Linked DNA regions of Ovis aries: region 2 is linked to region 1. The links are chromatin contacts, called in public Hi-C maps. All regions are on one chromosome and are shown on one strand. Each heading gives the region's core, a stretch centred on a gene start, on an enhancer-like site or on the middle of the called end of the contact. The rest is flanking DNA. Distances are from core to core; before and after follow the strand shown. Region 1 has its middle 110 kb from the start of COL1A2. Region 2 overlaps LOC132659661 (a long non-coding RNA gene).

The links. A called contact is a pair of places that touch in the nucleus more often than the background predicts.
Region 2: a contact with region 1 is called in a Hi-C map of tail adipose tissue, with 9 times the contacts expected there. The contact joins two enhancer-like sites. A contact is called at or near these places in 8 of 16 Hi-C or Micro-C datasets (hypothalamus, liver, mesenteric adipose tissue and 4 more).

What each region holds. Positions count from the first base shown.
Region 1 is chr4:12,437,666-12,440,930 of ARS-UI_Ramb_v3.0, forward strand. No RefSeq gene overlaps it. Among named protein-coding and RNA genes, the nearest start is that of COL1A2, 110 kb to the right of the region's middle. Within about 2 kb of position 1,541, at least 11 of the 54 cell types and tissues checked have an H3K27ac peak or open chromatin away from gene starts, as enhancers often do. A contact at or near this core is called in tail adipose tissue, where this site is marked.
Region 2 is chr4:12,596,627-12,600,072 of ARS-UI_Ramb_v3.0, forward strand. It overlaps LOC132659661 (a long non-coding RNA gene), which reads right to left. Exons shown (of 3, transcript XR_009600324.1): 3 at 1-3,446. Among named protein-coding and RNA genes, the nearest start is that of COL1A2, 46 kb to the left of the region's middle. Within about 2 kb of position 1,650, at least 3 of the 54 cell types and tissues checked have an H3K27ac peak or open chromatin away from gene starts, as enhancers often do. A contact at or near this core is called in tail adipose tissue, where this site is marked.

The sequences.
Region 1 (3,265 bases), core at 291-2,790:
TGGTATTTTGCGGCTGTTTTTCTCCGGTCGGCGTTCTACACTGTAGTCTTCACAAAAGAACGCTAGAGGGATCAGCTTCATAGTTTTCAGAGGCCTTTGTGTTAACCAAGCCAAGTACAATTATGGCTCTTCCCAGAAGAAGGAAAGAATAATGTTGGCAACAGGGTGTTACCACCCAGAATCACACACAAAAAAAGCTGAAAATGTAACCAAAGCAGCTTTCTCAGCCTTTATAAACCCAGAAACCTACGTGGCATTTTCTATGGCCAGAGGCAGCACTTTGGGAAATTACCTTTAGAAAACTGAGTAGAGGGCTATCAGAGCTTTGAAAAAGGGCCTACAACCTGGGGAGGGATTGGAGGAATAAATAAGCAGACGTGTTGTTTAATAAGCCTGCCAATTTTTTTTTTTTTTTTTTTTTTTACTTCCAAGGGACAGAATCAAGTAAATGTCAAATTTTTCCCAGCTGGTAAGCACATTCAGATTTCAGACTAAAATCCTCCAAGAGGACTGATAATGAGAAAGTAAGAAAAACACGCAATGTTTATTTTCAAAATGGGATAAAGAAACAAGTCAGTCATCTCTAGCCTGGATGTTTCACATCTTCACTTTGTCCAAATCGCGACCATGAATAAAGACACAGAGGGATGAAACAGTATATTTTTGGTGTTAATGGACACAGATGAGAACAAATCAAGCGGGGGATCCAAGTCTGTCAGAAAAAAAAAAAGACAGAAAAACACCCCAACACAACTCTTGTCTGTAGGGTTCCCCCCAGCAGCTTTAATGTGTCAGTTTCAGAAAGGCCTTGTCAGCTCCTCAACTGGTTTGGTTAGTGAATTACCTCACTTATGGGTCCTCTCACGGCCCTGGTCACTGTGGTTTGTCCTAATTAAAACAAAAATGGTACTGCTCTAAAATAATTCAATCGCATCATGTCTCTTGTCAAAACTTTCGCAGTAGCTCTTAATTGCCCCGAAACCTGAAATTTGATTTACAGTCGATGCTGGGGCTCTGAGTCCATGTCTCTAAGCCTCCCGTGTCTCGGACCCACATGCTGGTCTACACAGACAGGGACGTCACTCCAGGCAGTCAATCTGCCTGACTCCAGTAACCGGCTGACATGGTTCCCCTTCTCCCTGATGGTTACCTTTCTCTCCTCCAATAAGGAAGCACTCAGAGTGCGGCTGCAGCAGCCTATTTTTGTTGACCACACCTGGTTGTTGTTTAGAGGAACTGATGTACAATCTACCTCTCCTTGTTTCTTCTGAAATCATCCACTCCATGCTTTCTGACTCCTCACCAAGTCCACAGCACGAACCCAGCACACGCTGCATAAAAGTGGTGGGTCCTTTCATTGGAGGGGCTCTGAAGGGAAGCTCAAATTGCTGTCTTTAAAAACCAAGTAGATTCAAAACTTTCTGGAAAAGTGATGCGCTTCCCTTCAGCCCTCCCTCTTGAGCCCTCACTCTTGATCTGGTCCCTCCTTATTTAAAAAAAAAGGTGGGGGGGGAAGAATCCTGGCTTTCTTATATGGTAGAACTTTCCAACAATGTCCTTCCATAAAGGGATGGGTCTTGCTTCAGAGCCAAGGGATCTGTCTCCAACAGCTTGGGCTGAGTGGTGGCGTGTTTTTTTTTTTTTTTTCCCTTTCTTTTGACAACGTGGAAGTGTCTGGAATGGAGCCTTGGGTCCCAGCCGTCTTAGGAATTACTCAGTGTTTCAGGGCTCCAAGCCAGTAACCGCCTCTCAACCACTGCCCAACCACCTCTGCCACGTTAGCTCTGACAAGGGGATGGGTGAGCTGTAGATTCTGGAAGGCCAGAGTGCTGGGTTCTCCCTGGCTCAGAAACCCTCTACAGGGTCTACACCAACTCTCAAAGGTAAAAGGCACCCAGCCTCTTGTCCTGCTCTACCCTTGATAGCAAGTGAGTGAGTTGTTCAGACTTCATTCCTGTCCAAGCTCCCCAAAGTTTGAGGCATCAATAACCCTGGTGGCTCAGATGGTAAAGAATCTGCCTGCAATGCAGAAGACTGGGGTTCGATCCCTGGGTTGGGAAGATCCCCTGGTGAAGGGAACGGCAACCCACTCCAGTATTCTTGCTGGAGAATCCCATGGAAAGGGCCACCTGGTGGGCTACAGTCCATGGGGTCACAAAGAATTGGACATGACTGAGCAACTAACACACACACACACACACACACACACACACACACACACGCCCTCAGAAGCAAGCCCACCCATCCAAGCACGCTGACCCAGAGCTGCCCTCATCCACATGGAGCTCCTTTTTCTAGTTTGCAAGCCAAAAAGGGAGATTTGGGGAAGGCTGCCTTATACAGATTTCCTCCAGTGATGTGTGTGTGTGCTCTCAGTCTTGTCCAGCTCTTTGTGACCCCTGTACCCTGGGCTGTTCCTCTATCCATAGGATTCTCCAGGCAAGAATGTTGGAGTGGGTGGCCATACCCTCCCCCAGGGGGTTTTCCCCACCCCGGGGAAATCTCTTGCGGCTCTCTCCTGCATGGGCTGGTGGCTTTTTCACCCCTGCACCATGTATCTTATTCTAATAACTCTACTAGAAAAGCCACGTTTTGCTAATTCACTCCAAGAAGCCATGCAGAACAGCGCATGACACCAAAATGATTGAACACATTTTCTGGGGGGTTGGGGTGGGTAGATAGCTCACTGGCCCCCAGCTGTTATGCCTGTACCAGCACCTCTGCAGCTGTTGGCTGCTGGTTTTTCCTTAGCATTACAGGATCCGTAACCTAGAGGGGGCAAGCTTGAACCAGATGCCCAAGTGTGAGTCTGAATTTGTAATCAAAGTGAGCATGAATAAAAAGGCGAGGCTTGTTGGGCTGTGTGGGTCCTGCCAGAAAGATGGATCTCCTTGGTTCCAGGCAATCTGACTAGTTATCTTGCTCCAGCCAGCTTTACTGACCCACGTAAAGAGCTGCTGCCTTACCAGCAGGTCGTAACGCGCGCGCGCACACACACACTCACACATACACACACACACTATACACTATGAAGAGTCAGTTTGAATCTTGCTTGCTTCTAACACTTACACCCTGGACATCTTATTATCCATAAACGTCATTATGTTTGTCTCTAAAATGTGGTAGAACCCATATCAAGCCCACTCTGCTGTCTCATGGTTTATCTCCACTTTCCTAATATTTTAACATGAGCATTCCACAGTCTCCTTCGGTAATCTAGTCTAATGTCAAATCACTGTTGGGGTCGTGATATCCTTCTCGTAAC
Region 2 (3,446 bases), core at 400-2,899, 160 kb after region 1:
TATTATCATTTTTGCTAGGTATCTGTCAAGCGAGTCTAATTCAGTAAACAAATTAATATGTTGGGGAAAATCTCTAGTCTCCATTCTCAGTTGGGGAAAAAAACCAGTTTAGTCACCCTATACCACTCATATTATGATTTAATTGGTCTGAAATATTGTTTTAAAACTCCCTCAGTCATTGTAATATGCAATGAGTCTCCAGAAAATTTGTACTAGACTAAACTCACAGTAAAATCACTGGTAAAGTTGGAAGTATGTGAGTATGTGCTTTTTTCTAGAAAGAAAGTGTGTGATGCTCCTCCAAGTTTTTCCAGACCCCACATGATAACTCTTTAATCAGAACTGCTGGTGGTGGGGCCAAGGTATCTATATTTTCAATGAGTAGTGAGGTGATTCTCATGTCCTCTCAAAGTTCGGGAACCACTGGTTTATTGCTCCCATCATATTATTGACATATTCTTAGATGATTCTGTTCCCCTCTCCCCAGAATGTTTAGGACTACAGCTTTAAAATCATGGACTCTTTAAGCTGCTTTAAATGAGAACATGTAATGGCTCATTGAACACATGAGCAATTAATTTGGGAACAGTTGCAATATTACAAATGTGATTACTTATTGCAAACCCAATTAATCTGGCCAGGAGGAATGTTAATTACAAAGGAGTTTGGAAATTAGCATGAGTGCATGACTAAATGCCTATATCTCGACCTTATTGTATTGTCTGTCTGGTAATTTATTTTAAAAATACTTCTGTAGGAGGGCTCTTGTATATATATATGCATATATGTAATAAGGTAACATTACCCCACATTCCAGGGCTGAATAAGTAATCTTGGAATTACCCTAATTATGAAAATTCACAGTTATAGAGGTGGCTACTCTGGTATTTCAAACAGCATTATTGAAATCTATACCAGAATATATATATTAATTAGCATGAAAGATGTTAAAAATAAATTTTCATAGTTGACATAATGATCTTGATATTTTGACTAATAAATATTTAATAGTAACAAAATTTGGGCTAAACCTTGCTCTGCTTGTTGCATACCACTTGACAACAAGATTGATAAGAAAATCAATATAGTCCAACCTATTCTCAACCACCAAAAAATACCTATACTTAACCCAAACTCTTGAATCAGTAAATTGGCTTAGATCAGTCCCCAAAATTGAGAAACGGCAGGAGATGGCTAAGAAAATGACACGTAAAGCCAAAATATATTTAATTGATTAAGAACTAGAATAATGTATAAAACAATAACTGTATTTTTCTATGAGCAGTGGAATATCAATCAAAACCCATGGTGGATTCATGTCAATGTATGGCAAAACCAATACAGTATTGTAAAGTCAAATTAAAAAAAAAAAATTCAGATATAGAAGAAAGCAATCGGGAGGTTTCCAAAGCTGCCAAGAAATTCTCTCCTAATTTGGGAACGACAAAGTTTTACTAGGTTAGTGCGCTTTTTCGGTCCCTCCCCCTGGGGCATAATTGAAAAGACAGAGGCAGAGTCTTAGCCAGGCTGGCCCATTCCACTCCTCTCCTCTGAGAATTTAAAACTTGGAGTGGAGAACGGCAGGGACTGAGAGCCACTGATGTTGAGGCATGCTAATGACTATACTCCAGAGACAACGATGGACTTCTGTTGATGAGGTGCCAGAACAGCACTAGTCAGGGGTTGTTCTTCGAATTATGAAATAATCCAGTGTCCTTCAACTAACTTTCTTTTTTGTTTAAGTTACAGAAAATTGGTTTCTGTCAAATAAAACAAACAAGCAAAAAAAAAAATACAGTTTTGGTAAATACACCTACTTAAAAGAATATGCTAAAAATGGGGAAATACAGGACAATTTCAGAATAAGTAGATACTTAAGAGTTAACAGAAATAAGCACCAAACATTTGAACTGTTTTATAAAGTATCCAGAGAAACAATATTGTTGGAACACAATTCTCTATGGATTTATAAAATTTCTGTAAAATGTCTTGCAAGCAAAAGTATGATAGTCACTCAGTAGTATCCAACATTTTGCAACCTGATGGACTGTAACCTGCCAGGCTACTCTGTCCATGGCAAGAATACTGGAGTGGGTTGCCATACACTGACTGTCTATGTTTTGGACTGTCTTTTCAAGAATGTTTGTTTAGTATCCTTGGGAGACAGAGGTAGTGTCTTCTTCCACAGTGGAGGGCAAGCTACTGTCCAGTATAATAAAGATGTTTCCCTACAGGGTAAATGTCAGGCAGGTCTGATCACAGTTCACTGTAAAAGATAGGGGTTCCCTATACTTGGTGTTCCTCATTTATGACACATTCATGGAGTTGCCCTCCATGCCCCCATGAGACCTGGGGGCAAGAGGACCAGAAGGAAACATAAAGCTCATGTGACTTGCCTTGCTGTGAGTAACAAAGTCCTTTTCTGACTCAGAAGTCACACGTCTTCTGCCAGCATCTATTAAACTCTGGCAGGCTAACATCATCGCTTTAAAGGAGAAGAAAATTCCAGACCCTTCACAATTCTTGACAAACATTTCAAAGATGAATTCATATCATAATGAAGCTGCATCAGTCCTGTATTCCTGGATTTCAAGTTGCCTAGCAACTAGTTGGTCACCATTGATCTGACAATCGGAGTAATGAAAGACCACGCTACGTAGAAAAGCGCAATTGAACCATATGCTTCTAGATGAGAGACTGTCTGATTCGTCTCTGTATCTCCTTTACCACCTAGCCCAACACCTAATACAGACAGCATGCTCAATGATTTTATGTTGAACAAATTGTTAAATGAAAGAATTGTTGACTATTAAAATAACTCTGCTGGGATATATAGAGAGTTGTAGTAAATAAGATCGCTTTAAATCTGTTACTTGTCCTCAGAATCATTCTGTTTCTTCAGGGTCACTTAAATGTAAATAATAGAGGTCCATTCAAGGAAGCTTAAGAGACAGGGAGGTGTAGAGGCGAATAAGAGCAGCAAAGGTGAACAGCTTTGCTGAAGCTGGAGCTGGAATGTGGCTATTCAAGGTGGCTTTAGCAATCTCAGGAGCAGGAATTTGTGGCTCTTTTCTCTACAGCTCCACCACTAATCTGGGTCATTCATATTCTGCATGTTTGTCCTTTCAGATCAGCTATTAATTGGCAATCTTTTTTTTTTTTAACTTGCTATTCTAGTTCCTTAGGGAGACATTGCAGTGTAGTTCATAAATCCCTTGGCAGCCTATTAACTCATGACCTTTGAGTCGACATCCCATCAGCTCTGATCATTAAAGTCATGTGGTATAACACGTGGCCACCTAGGCATCAGAAGCCACGGATGGGGCAATTTTTAAAGGGGGTGAGAGCATAAAGGCCATGAAAGGCCATTCTGTTTGAATGTATGTTGTCTCTCTATCCTCACACTCTTCCTATCACATCTTTCTCTTGATAAATACATGTCTTAT